Regions from separate parts of the Mus musculus genome. Here all the other regions are linked to region 3. A link is a contact called in public HiChIP or PLAC-seq data. All regions are on one chromosome and are shown on one strand. The core of a region is the stretch at or near the end of the contact, and the rest is flanking DNA. Distances in the headings are between cores, read along the strand shown. Region 1 overlaps Usp48 (ubiquitin specific peptidase 48). Region 2 holds the start of Usp48 (ubiquitin specific peptidase 48). Region 3 holds the start of Alpl (alkaline phosphatase, liver/bone/kidney).

What was found. HiChIP or PLAC-seq counts read pairs in DNA pulled down with a chosen protein or histone mark.
Region 1: a contact with region 3 is called in an H3K27ac HiChIP or PLAC-seq map of embryonic stem cells, with 5 read pairs. The contact joins the enhancer-like site here to the promoter of Alpl in region 3. A contact is called at or near these places in 18 of 39 promoter capture datasets (the 3T3-L1 cell line, cranial neural crest, embryonic stem cells and 10 more), 39 of 484 Hi-C or Micro-C datasets (the AML12 cell line, the C2C12 cell line, CD4 T cells and 26 more), 8 of 115 datasets of contacts at active chromatin or transcription factors (bone marrow-derived macrophages, differentiating embryonic stem cells, embryonic stem cells and 1 more) and 3 of 9 other capture datasets (adipose tissue, embryonic stem cells and pancreatic islet).
Region 2: an H3K27ac HiChIP or PLAC-seq map of embryonic stem cells shows a contact between it and region 3, with 8 read pairs. The contact joins the promoter of Usp48 here to the promoter of Alpl in region 3. A contact is called at or near these places in 2 of 39 promoter capture datasets (liver and pre-B cells), 3 of 484 Hi-C or Micro-C datasets (all in embryonic stem cells), 3 of 115 datasets of contacts at active chromatin or transcription factors (all in embryonic stem cells) and 2 of 9 other capture datasets (adipose tissue and pancreatic islet).

What each region holds. Positions count from the first base shown.
Region 1 is chr4:137,657,459-137,661,890 of GRCm38.p6, forward strand. It overlaps Usp48 (ubiquitin specific peptidase 48), which reads left to right. Exons shown (of 27, transcript NM_001355588.1): 27 at 1-1,079. Among named protein-coding and RNA genes, the nearest start is that of Rap1gapos, 47 kb to the right of the region's middle. Within about 2 kb of position 2,328, at least 24 of the 459 cell types and tissues checked have an H3K27ac peak or open chromatin away from gene starts, as enhancers often do. A contact at or near this core is called in astrocytes, cerebellum, embryonic stem cells and 4 more, where this site is marked.
Region 2 is chr4:137,592,644-137,596,853 of GRCm38.p6, forward strand. Usp48 (ubiquitin specific peptidase 48) reads left to right here and starts at 1,529. Exons shown (of 27, transcript NM_001355588.1): 1 at 1,529-1,873. The coding sequence starts at 1,740.
Region 3 is chr4:137,794,097-137,798,219 of GRCm38.p6, forward strand. It overlaps Alpl (alkaline phosphatase, liver/bone/kidney), which reads right to left and starts at 2,288. Exons shown (of 12, transcript NM_007431.3): 1 at 2,146-2,288.

The DNA of each region.
Region 1 (4,432 bases), core at 1,078-3,577, 140 kb before region 3:
GTCACCAGATATTTGACAAATGGTCTTTACTGTCCTTAGAAAGAAACCCAGAGTTTGTGGCTTTGTAACAAAGCATTGGCAGGGCCTCAGCACCCCTGAAAGGTGGTGGGGCTAGGTGGCAAGAAGCAGCTGTTCCTCCCCCTTTCTCTTGGCATTGGCTGTGCACAAGCCAGAAGTTAGCACTGTGAGGTTGGTTGCATAGGCATCCTTTGTTTCCTTTACGAAATGTTAGCAAGGTAATAGCCATTAACTCCTGTCAGGCAAATACAGTGGGGCAGACCCAGTTCCAGCGAGCTGAAGTGTGCTGCTTCCGCCTCACAGCCGGTGCCCGCCACTGCAGAGCCTTACTGGAGCTTCAGCTCAGACCCCCGCACCCACTGAACAAGGCCACTCCCGAAAAGCTTGGGATCCCTGGGCTGCGGCTTCCTCACAGCTTGAAGCAGACATATTTCAAAGAGTCTGCATTTGGACTTACCAGCTGCCATGTTCCTGCTCACTAATCCATGCTGTTTGGTTGTCCTCTGAGCTGGGGTGGCTGTATACAGCACAGGCTAGCTATTCTGCTGGGTTCTAAAGCTACATTCAGGAACCACATTAAACCAGATTATGAATCTCCAGGCTTCTTTATGTTTCCTTTTTCTTTCCCAGGCAGGGTTTCCTGTAACCCAGGCTGGCCTTGGACTCACTATGTAACCAGGATAACCTTAACTTCTGATCTTCCTACTTCCTCCTCCCAGGTGCTGGGATTGCAGGCATGTGGCCACTGTGACAGGTTTCCTGTGCTGTGCCGAGGCCCGGGCCCAGCGCCTCGTGCACACTAGAGAAAATTCTGCATACTGACCCACATCCCCAGCTCTACCCGTGTATATTTCTAGTCATTCTTTAAACCCAAGCAAATGTGTAGAGTCTCCTATGCTGAGATGTTTTTTGCCACTACCAGACATGTAGGCTATCATTTGACGTCTTTATTCCCTGAGAGAAAACTTCTTTTCTGTATTTATGAACTTTATTATTGAGAATCACTGTTAACCTTTCTGCCAAATTAAAGACACTTGTGTCTCTGTTTCCACGGACCTTTATCCGGAGTGAGTTCTTTGTCCTTTCACCTATTAGTTGTTGGTCTTTGGTCCCAGGCCGGACCAGATCCTGGTCACCATCACTCACTGATGCTTGGCCTCAGGAACCAGAGCAGAGAATCCTGTCTTTCCTGTTCCAGACTGGCCAGGCAGAGCACCAAGTGTGCAGGTGCAGACAGGGAGGGTACAGGGCAGTGGGCCCGAGTGCCACTGTGTGAAGGGTGTTGACCTTAAGTCCAGACCCCTAAATGAACAGGTATTTCTCTGGGGGCAGTTCTTCCTGGAGGTAATGCCTAGCCCCGACATGGCTGTGGCTGGTGCGTAGGAAGGGTCCCTGTGGGTTTCCTGGTAATCCTTGCCTTTGCTAGCATGGAAAGTTGCAGTTTATAGCCTGGCTTTCCTCGCCGCTGTATACCTGCTGCGATATTCACCCCAGCATCCAGAGGTTTGGGTGTCCATACGTACTGGTGGGAAAATTCTTATAAAGTCCAGAGACATCGAGAAACCACCCCACCAAGCTTCCTGCTTAGCCTTCACCGAGAACTTAAATACACCTTTTGCTAGGAGCCCTGCAGGCTGCAGCGATGGCTGGACAGATGTTCAGTTAGCCTTTTTCATAGATCTTCCCCTTTAGCCCACAAGTATCGCCAGAGCCAGTGGCTAGGCAGCACACGATTCATCTCCAGGATCTTGCTGAAAGGTTTTCAGAACACGGTTTGACTTTGATTTCCTTCTTTCTGATGGTTGGTTCCTGCCCCAGAAGTGTAGCTTCAATTGTTTCGATGGGGGTTGCCAAGAGCATCCAGAGTACATGCTTGCAACAGCAGGGGCGAGGGTGTACAGGCTCCTGGCTGCCTGTAGATTCCTCCTAGGTACTTCCTGGCCTGAAGAGGTTTTCTTTGTGGAGTATTGAAGCAAGCAGTAATTCAAGAATTGGAGGCAGGGGACGGGTTTTCCGGTGTGTTCTTTGACACACTTCAGATCCAGTTGTGGTAAGCCAGTTATGTCTTGAGACTCACCAGGTTGTAGGAAGGAGAGGGGTGGGAGCTCGAAGTCCTTTTCAGGATGGTGATGGCCTGCCATCTGAACTGAGGCCTGCCAAGCTTGTCACTGGCTGGGCCTTGGCTGTGTCTTGTTCAAGAGAGGCAGGGTCAAGGTCAATCAATCCTCCAGTAGGTACCTCTGCAGGAGGGCTGATTGAGCGGAACTGTTGCTTTTGTTTTGTTTTGAGACTGGTTCTATGTGGCCCTGCCTGTTCTGGAACTGTCTCTGCGGGGCTAAGCTATCCTCCAACTCAGAGATCCTCTGTCTCTGCCTCCTGAGTAATGGGATTAAAGTCCTGAGGCGCCACTCCCTGCCTTTGTTTCTATTTTGTTTTTTAATACAGCATCATTAGGTAGCAAAGCCTAGCCTTGAACCTGTAACCAAATTCCCAGCCTACCTACCATTTCCTGCCTATACTGTTTGGGTGTTTTGTTTTGTTTTTTTGAGACAGGGTTTCTCTGTGTAGCCCTGGCTGTCCTGGAACTCACTTTGTAGACCAGGCTGGCCTCGAACTCAGAAATCCGCCTGCCTCTGCTTTCCAAGTGCTGGTATTAAAGGCGAGCGCCACCACCGCCCAGCTCAGTTGTTTGGGTTTTTTTGTTTTGTTTTGTTTTATTTTTTTGTTTTTTCCCTTTTGGGGATTGGTTTTAATGTAACCCAGGCTGACCTAAAACTGTCTTTGTAGCCAGTAATAATCCTGAACTTCTGATCTTCCTGCCTGTAGGAGACCAGGTATGCACCAGGCCAGCACTCAGAACAAATGAGCTGCCTCTATTAGAGCACCTCATCTGCTTCCCTCCCTTCCAACATACACAATGAAAGACACTTCCTGTCCTGGCTTGGCCAGCCCCTCGGGCAGCCAGCGCCTGTCATTGAGAAACCAGCTCTGCCTGTAGCAGCAACTATTGTGGCCGCTGGGTTCCAGATCTAGGCTAGTGCTGCCAGGCCAGCCAGGCCCTGGGCCACAGGAAGTGGGCACATACTCCAGGGAAGCCACTGCCTGTGCTGGACCATGGCCGGCTGGCACACTGGCCTCTGCACACTTACATCTGGGTGTTCCTGCCATTGCCATTCCTGCTTTGTAACCAAGGGCAACCAGCTCCTCTTATGGTCAAGTGTGTTCCTGGTTGAATACTCAGAAGTTTGTTGTGTAGACATTGTCAAACATGCTCTCTCCGCTGAGTGGCAGGAGGAAGTGGGGCCTTCTCGCAACTCCAGCACTGTTCCCACACTCACAGGCTCCCTGGAGGATGCTCCAGGTGTGTGTCTGGAAAGTTGCCGTATGGCTGCTCCCGAGGGCTTGTCATGCAACCCTCATTGCTTCTGGGTGGTTTGTGTCTGAAGGTTTGGCAGCAGCATTTCATCCCTCCAGACCCTGTCGCTGGTCCTCCAGATAAAAGGGGTGCCGAGTTGTGCAGGTTTGTGTGATTCTGGAACTAGAGTAAGCCAGAGGTCAGGGCTGGAATGGCTACCCCTAATACTATCTCAGGGAAAGCACCTTGGTTCATTCTGGGCCGGCTTAGGCCCCTGCCACCAGTGTCTGGTCACCTTACTTGCCAGCCCTGGCCATGACATTCCCTCAGGGTCCACCAGAGGTTCTCCAGTGAGGACATCTGAGAAGAGAGAGCTCTTGGGGTTGGGCCAACATCTCTCCTTCCTGAAGACTTGCTATCTACCCCTAGCCCAGCATGCTTGTTTCCTAGATGCAGGCCCTCTGCAGAGCCCCTGCCTAGCTAGCTTTTCTTCCCTTTGTCAGAGCTGGTGGGAAGGACGTGTCTTTCCCAAGGGCCATTTCTGTTTTAGGATACACAGCCACAAGAGCCACTCAGAGGCTATACTTATATATGTTTCTGTTCTCCAGCCTTAGATGGTAAAATGTTTGAGGCCAGCTCTGTGGTGTGTGTGTGTGTGTGTGTGTGTGTGTGTGTGTGTGTGTGTGTGTGTGTGTGTGTGTGTGTCTGAGAGAGAGAGAGAGAGAGAGAGAGAGAGAGAGAGAGAGAGAGAGAGAGAGAGAGAGAGAATAAGGTGGTGGCTTGGTTGGCGCATATTAAGGAAAAGAAAGGCTGTGCCTAGAGGCAGCCATGCATGAGTGGTCAGTGCTGAGTGGTTTGGACTGAAATAGGCCAGAGAAAGCAAAGCTCTAGGGCCTTTGTCCAACCTTCTCTTCCATCCATGCCAGGCTGTGCACCCAGCCCCCCTCATAGGCACGCGTTGCCGCCTCCCCGGGGGCCCTTGCTGGCTCAGAATGGCGCCCTCCAGGACCCACAAGAGATTATAAACCTCTCATTGAAGAGGCTTTCTATAAAGAGGAA
Region 2 (4,210 bases), core at 279-2,778, 200 kb before region 3:
TCCCATCACTGGGGAGGCAGAGGCAGGTGGATTTCTGAGATCAAGGCCGGCCTGGTCAACAAAGTGAGTTCCAGGACAGCTAGGGCTATACAGAGAAACCCTGTCTCCAAAAAACAAACAAACAAACAAACAAACAAACAACAAAAAAAGAAACTCACTAAATTAGCAAGGCTCTACCCTTCACCACCAGAGTACTGGGATTAAAGGTGGGCCCCACAAAACAAACAAACAACAAAAAAAGAAACTCACTAAATTTGCAAGGCTCTACCCTTCACCACCAGAGTACTGGGATTAAAGGTGGGCCCCACAACAGTGTTCAACTGTTAACCAGTGGTATAGGAATTCAGTGTTTATTTGTTTGACTTTTTTTTTTTTTCCTTCCAGGAGACGAGGTTTCTCTGTGTGGCCCTGGCTGTCCTGGAACTCACTCTGTAGACAAGGTTGGCCCACTAACTCAGAGATCTACCTGTCTCTGCCTCCTGAGATTAAAAGTGTGTGCCACCACCAACCAACTGGTGTAGGAATTCTTTAAGAAAGGAGGTGTATGTGTGTGTGTCCTGACTTAGAAGATTTTTGTGTTTTTTATTTTCAGCCTAAATTCAACCAAAGGACCAAATCTTGCTTCAGTAAATCTTGACTTCAGTTCAAGGTTACTTGGGGGCTGGTGGGGTGGGTTGAGGAGTAGATAAGGGAGGAATTAGTCCTTGAATTCCCACAGGGCTTTTACATATTTAAAGTCCTGGAATTTTCTCTCTTTAGCTGTAATAGCTCTTTTCTGTTACAAAACGCTGTGATTCAGTTTAGCCTTTTTTAGGTCTAAGGGGAAGTAGTTGCAAAAAGGAAATAATATCACAGCAGGGAGCTAGGGTGTACACTCCATAACGAATTAAGACGTCAAAGTGTTGACCCTCTGGTCAACAGCCTACAGCAAAGAACACGTCCCAGACCTGTGTATGCTTCTAAACAACCTGCAACTCAAAGACTGAGCCTATCACTTCGAAGACTACAAACCCCAGGATGCCTCGCGCTCCGCGAGTGGCAGAGCGCATTGCACGCTGGGATATGTAGTCCCGTTGTAGCATCCGCAAACCACATAACGCCTCGTGACGTCAGAAAGCACGGGCAAGGAGCCGGAACTCGCCCAGGCTCAAGTGAAATCCTCGATCCGACTGTGGCGTTCCGGCTGCCTCGGTTTCTGCTATTATCAGGTCCCACTCACAGTCCCGGTGGCCCTATGGTGTGCGTTGAGTACTCTATGGTGTAACTTTGTCACAGTAACAGGGGAAGTGTGGAAAGCAAGGGCAAGCTCTCGCTCGTCGGAGTAGACGACGGAGGCTGAAGCGTAGCTAGCTGCCTTCACCATGGCGGAAAAAAGACGTGGCGAGTCGCCTTTGGGCAGACGCTTGGCTTTCTTCCGCCAGTCGGATTACATGGGCTTTCGGCGCAGGGACTCCTGGGAGCACGCATGCGCAGACTGCGGCAGGGCGTACGCCTCCAACGTCCGCAGGCGCGGGGTCTGTCGGGTATCGGCGGCGGCGGCGGCGCTTTGCGGCTGGTCGTGCGAGCTGGGCGCGGGCGGGCGGGCGCGGCGGCCGTGGCGCGCGCAGGTGATTGACTGCTCTCCTGTCTGAGGGCAGCGCTGGGTTCTTTCGGCTGGCAGGGGCCCGTGCCCATTCGGGCGGAGACGGAGGCGGCGCCGGAGGCCACCGGGCTCGGCGAGTGCTACCTCGGTCAAGGCTATGGCTCCGCGGCTGCAGCTGGAGAAGGCGGCCTGGCGCTGGGCGGAGACGGTGCGGCCCGAGGAGGTGTCGCAGGAGCACATCGAGACCGCCTACCGCATCTGGCTGGAGCCTTGTATCCGAGGCGTGTGCAGGTGAGGTCCTCGCGTGGCCGAGGCGGGATCGGGGGACGGGGGACCGGGAACCAGGGCGATGCACGGTGTTACTGCATCTCCTTTCAGTTTGCACGACCCGGGAGCTACGCAGCCCCCGAAGTGATGCGGCTGCTGGGCTCGCATCCTGAAGATGGCGGTGGAGATAGTTGGAGATAGGGCTTAGTAAGTAACGCTGGAGTGTTGTTTGATCTTGGGCATAGCTGTGCGCTTTTCGCTTGTAAAAGGGGAACTTGCCGACAGCGAACTTCGTCGACATTGTATCTCCTGTCATTGCACGCTGAGAAGGCCTGATCACCTAAGTATCACTTGCAGAGAGCAGGTTTAGAAAACCCTTTGGTTAACCTACGTCATCGGTCCCCCGCTCTCATTGGCTGGCTCTCTTTGACCTATAGGTGTTTTCTTTTGGTCACCCTAACTCCACACCACTTTGCAGAGTAAAGTGTTTTTAGCTGTTTAAATTCTGCTCCCCCTTCGTGGCCCTTGGTTCTGATCTTTTTTTGCGTAGAGTGGTTTTCTTATCCCCACCTCGTAGCCTGCACCGGCCTGTGTTCAATCGAATTGATAAACCGAGGCATGCTCCATAGCTCCGTGTCATCGGGCGTGTAGGGAAAAGTGGAAGACGTGGAAGCCTTGGTTCCTGGCTTCAGAGCTGTGCCTCATTTGAGATATAATGTAAGTTAGGAAGTTTTCAAAAGTAAAGCGGGTGCATCTTTCTAAACTCTAGGTGTCTGCTCACAAGGACATTAAGACTCCTCGAAGTTCTGGAACGGCATCAATTTGTATAGTGTGGAATTGAAACAGCTTTACCGAGGCACTCATTTGAAGTGTATAGTTACAGTGCTGGTGGTTTAGCTTGAGAGTAGAGTGGTGGTTTTATGCTTGAGTCCCTTGGTTCAATTACCCGCACAGGGGATATAAAAGACAGAGTTAAGTCTGGGGCTGGAAAGATGGCTAATTAGTAAAGAGGGCTCAGGCTTCTCTTCAAAGGATCACAGTACCATTTGTTCTGAGAACCCACACCAGGTGCTTGATAACCACCTGTAACTCCAGCTCCAGAGCATGTGCAAAGCCTTCTTCCAGACACAGTGGGCACCTGAGCATTAGTGCACACACACACACACACACACACACACACACACACAAATGATCTGTTTTGATACTGTACAATTGCCAATATCCTTTTTTCTTTCTTTCTTTTTCAATTTTTTTCAATTTGTTTTTGTAGAGCTGGGGACTCTGGTGTTTTGTATGTTTGAGGATTTAGCCCGTGTTTACCTGGGACTTACAGTCCTTCGAGCTAGTAGGTGCTCAAACATGAGAGTCATGGGACCATAGACATGTGCCATTCATTGTTCTGTTGGTGCTGCAGCTCTAACCCAGAGCCCTGTGCAAACCCTACGGGTGTTGTATGAGCTACACTCCCAGCCTGTTCTAGTGGGTATGAAGTAGTATTTGGCGTCTGTGTGTTTATTGCCTCCTACTCTGAATAGATCCAGAATCCTGTAGATGATAGAGGCCAGTATTCTAGTACACAGATACCCTCTCAGTCCCCTTTTCTTGTTGGTTTGCATTTATCTAGTAACTGAGTTGAGAATCTTTTCGGGTTCACATTAGCCATTGTTTTTTCTTTTCTCTCTTTCTATTTTCTTTGTTGGAGACAGGGTTTCTCTGTATAACAGTTCTGGAACCTACTCTGTAGACTAGGTTGACCTCAAACTCATAGAGAAATGCCTGCCTCTGTCTCTTAAGCTGTGGGATGAATTGCATGCATATATCTGTCATAGTTCATGTAACTTTATCCATCTATCCACCCATCCATTTTGTTTTTTGAGACAGGGTTTCTCTCTGTAGCCCTGGCTGACTCTGTAGACCAGGCTAGCTTTAACTCACCTGCCTTTGGCTCCCAAGTGCTGTGATTAAAAACTTCAGCCCCCCCCCCCCCCACTGTAGTCTCTCTGTCTTTTGAATGCTTGGATTAAAGGCAGTTGCCGCCGCCACGCACAGCACCATCTTTCAGTTGATGGACTGTAGATTGTAGATTGTTTCTTTTTGCTTCTTATAAATTGCTCTCATGAACACATGTGTGTTGGGAAGGGAATTGTTGGGTCATGTGGCAATTGTCTTTAACAGTTTGAGCAGTATTTTTTTCCCTTAACATGTTTCACAGGCAGTATAGGAAGATTGTAATTTTAATTTATTACATTTTTAAATTTGTCTGTTTTATTGTGGTTTTGATTACATTTCCCTTTCCCTGATGTTAACTGTGGAATATCCTCCTCTTCCTTTTTTTTTTTTTTGTTTTTTGTTTTTTTTTTT
Region 3 (4,123 bases), core at 1,038-3,537:
ATGTCCCAGGGCAGGTCACTGTCCCTTCAAGAGGTTTCTTCATATGCAAGAAAGGATAACATCTCCTGTCTGTGCAGGATAGAACAGGAAAGGACCTGGTGCTGGGCTTTGTGGGCAATGAGGTAGAGGTGGGTGGCAGGAGATTCCTGGGCTATTCCCAGCCGGGAGCTCCAGGCTCCCCTCCCAGGCTGTGTCCGGGAGGGAGGAGGACACCCAAGTGACAGTAAGGAAGGCTGAGTGCTTCCTCCCTGTCCAGCCCATCAAGGAATGGGCAGAGCCTGGGCAAAGGTGGTTGACAGGATCGCAGGGTTCAGAGGCAGTGACATAACCCTGTACACACTGATGCAATCTCTGCTGAGACTGGAGCTAGGGACAGCCACTGCTTTCTAAAGTATGTGAACCCGCTAAACATGTTGCAGGCTGTACAGCATGCTCCCCACCAATAGGGTCTACAGACCAAAGACTTCCAGCTCCTGTACGCCCTCAAGGAGAATCCCGAGCCACCGTGAGAGCAGAGCTGTGGCCAGATCACACAGTTTCACCCCATCTTGTTAGTACTATGTACTGGCTGCTCACTGTGACAACAGTGTGACATCTTGATCCCTTTTTTGGGGGAACTACGTCATCTTCATTCTACCATGTGACACTCAAATTTTCAAAGCCTGAAAAGAATTTATTATGCCAATGTTCGCCTCAATGAGTTGGGTGGGGGGAAGGGGTCGTTATTTACTGTTCCCTTCTCAGCACCTCGATCAGAGTTTAGCGCACAACTGATGCCTGGTAAGTATGTGTGGATCGAAGACACTCACTGTCTGGCCTATCGGGTCTTTTGATTCACTGTAGTCTTAACATATAGATGGGACCATCACTGACATGGCTGCGAACCAGCCCAGACCTGTCTCACTCCACCAGTAGGCTTCTGAGAAGCTGTGTTCTCCCCTAAGGGAACCAGAGACGGTTCAGGAATTGGAAAAGGAGGCAGAGACAGGAGACGGCCAGGGAGTGGGAGAGGAAAGAGCTGACTGGGGAGACCAGAGAGGCTTGGAGGGTGAAGGGCATACTGGGGGGGGGCTCTCCTTAATCTCCTGGGCTGTGGAGAATGGGCAACAGGGTTCAATGCCTAATGTCATTGCCTACATTGTCTAAAACTCTCTGTCCCTATTTGTAGTCTGTCAGGTGTCAGAGCAGTCCTTATCCAGCATTTAATAAACAGTTGCCCTAATTCTCAACCAGACTGAGAATCTGAGGCTGCCTGAGGGGGGGTCTTTGAATTCTTCTTGGAGCCAAACGTTCTTTCAGGCCTGAGAATAATCCCTCTGTTATATGTATGTGTGTGTGTGTGTGTGTGTGTGTGTGTGTGTGTGTGTGTGTGTGTGTGTGTGTGTATGATTTTGAGACCTAATCTTCCTAGAGTGTTAGAGTGGCCTCGAACTCACAGAGATCCTCAGCCTCCAGACTGCCAGCATCTCTCCAGAGTTGCCGCGCCAGCTTTCCTTTTTAATCAGGATTCACAGGCATACCCCAGAGTCCTTTGCAAGTCTTCCTTCCTCAGGCCCATTACGCGTTGAAAAGGATTACCATGGACAATGTGGGAGTAAGAATGAGGTTTTTTTCCTCCGTCTTGGGTCCTGCCGCTGTGACTGTGCCTTTAACCCTTTCTTACCCGCGCTGGGCAAGGCAGCAGCCCCACTCTCACCTGCACACAGCCTGGAACCGTTCACAGGCTCCTTCCGTTTCCTGGGCTCCCCCACTCTCAGACAGACACTAGCACGCGGTCTCCGATCTCTCCCGCCAAAGATCGCAGCACGTGCCTTCTTCCTGCTGCTCCCCAACTACTTTAGACACCAACGGGACAGAGTGCCAAGGGACCACGAAGGGCGCAGCTGTGGACTACGGAGGCGCGTGGGCACCGGGAGCAGGTGCTTAGCACGAGGGTGAGGTCCTGGGTAGCGGCTCAGCGGGCGCCACGTCCATCATCCTGCCAGGCCACAAGAGATGCGCGCGGAGTCCGGAGCGGGAGGTCGTGGGTCCCCAGGGAGCCTGACCTTCCACGTGTCCCCACCGTGGCTGGGACAGTCACTGCGGGACCGGCGGAGCGCGCGCGTGGGAGTCGCGCAAGCCACGGGCGCAGCATGCTTTCCTTACCTGCAGGCACTCGTGGGGAGGGTCTGTTCCGGCTCGCGAGCGGCAGCCCTAAGGAGCGCAGTGGCGGGAGCGTACTCTGGCGGCCACCTCCCCCGCCTGCTTATGAAGGCGGCCTGGCCGAGCACCCGCCGGCCTCCCCGCCCCCGGCCGCCCCGCCCCCGGCCCGCACCCCGAGCCCCAGGCGGGTGCCTCTGCGTTGCCAGGGCGCCCCCTGCCGGGAGCGCGGCGCTCGACCCGGCCCGTAGGGCTGCAACAGGCAGGGTAACCCGCCTTGCCTCTCTCTTTCCCTGCGGCTCATCCTGGCTTCAGGGTGCAGCTGGCTTGTCTTTAGGTTTGATTTCTCTGTAGGAGACTTTGTCCCTCGATGGTTGTCTTCCTGTGCCTGACCCTGCGCGTCTGTGAACCCACCTGGCTCCTTTTTTCTGTGCGTCTTTCTGCCTACACATCCTTGTCCGTCACCATGTGCACCTCTGAGCCTCACACCCTTACCCCTTTCCTATCCACTTTCTCTTTTGCCCTTAACTAAGTCAGTAGGAAGCAGAAGGAGACCCCTTGGACAGGGCCCTCCCTCCCTAATATCTGAAGAAACAGGGACTCAGGACATTCTGTCTGTCCCAGCCAGAAGCCCCAGGACCTGCCCGGGGCAGACCACTTCCCAGGCAGTGGAGCCAGACTGTCTAGGCCCACAGGCCTGCTCTGGTGACTTCGGGGGACTGGCCAAGGCTCTATAACCCGCAGACACTATCCCCTGGTTTTTCTTCCTTCACGTTATTGGGAGAGTTATAAGAGACCGAGTTTGGAACATGCACAGGAAACAAGGAAAGGCAACCGCTGGGTGCCAGTGGGCCTTATCCAGTTCCCCAAGGGCCACCACCTCCCTTCCCCTGAAAGCCAGTCTGGTTTTGAAGTCTCTGATTCGTTTCCTACTGTGAACTCCTGGAGGTAGGTTTGAATGCCACCACCATTTGAATACTTCCTCATTTCCTCCTAAGAGGAGGGTCTTATCATCGCTACTGAAGCTGACAAAACCCATCTGTACCTCTAATCCCCAACAGCCAGAGATTTGAAAGCAAAGATCAGGTTTCCCTGAACTCCATCTTCCTGGGCACCTAGGATTGATCACTTCTACCCTGAAGTTCCGTCTTAGGTCCAGGCATCTTCTATATGAGCTCTACTATTGAGCCCATTTTACAGGAGGAAAAGCAAGGCCCAGAGACAACATGTGACCTCATCGGTAAGTTCAGGGCCGGAACTGGAGCCTGATGCCAAAACCCAGGAATGCCTGGGTTTGTTTTCATTTGTTCTTGTATTTTAATAATTAATGCTGTTTATTTACAGCGGTGCTAGGAAATTTCCCTTGAGAAATAAGTTTATGTTTTTACAAAGTGAGACCAAGTATTGGGTAAATTACTCCTTATTTATGTATTTCATAGCAAGGTCATAATGGCAAAAGCCATTGGGGCGGTGAATAAATGAAACTTTGGTCATTTCCCGGCAGTCCTCGTCTGTAAGGAGCTGAGAGTTAAGACAGCAGTGAGCTCAGAACACAGCACTTGGCAATTACTTGCTAGCTAGCGCCAAAGGGCTCAAGATGACAAAAGGCTGGAGATTGTATCTGTGTGCCGAGGGACATCCGCATCATAAATGATCCCCCTTCCCAACATTGGCAGAGCTGAGAAGCTGAAGCAGCAGGCGCTGAAGGCTGAAGGGTCCTGTCTCTTACCACGGAGCCCCTCTCCTCTGCCCCCAACACCACACATGGAGAATGAGCAATTCTGGCTTGACTTATGGCTAGCCTGAGTCCATTGTGTCTTCATGGAGAATCGAAAGCACTCTCCAAGGGATCGGAGTGGCTGCTGATCTCCTTCTGCCACCTTCTTCGCTACACTTTCCCTGTTGTTGGTCTCTGACCCTCTAGAATTCAGTTGAAGAATTCAGCTCAGTGGTACAGCATTTGCCTATGTGCAGGAGACCCTGG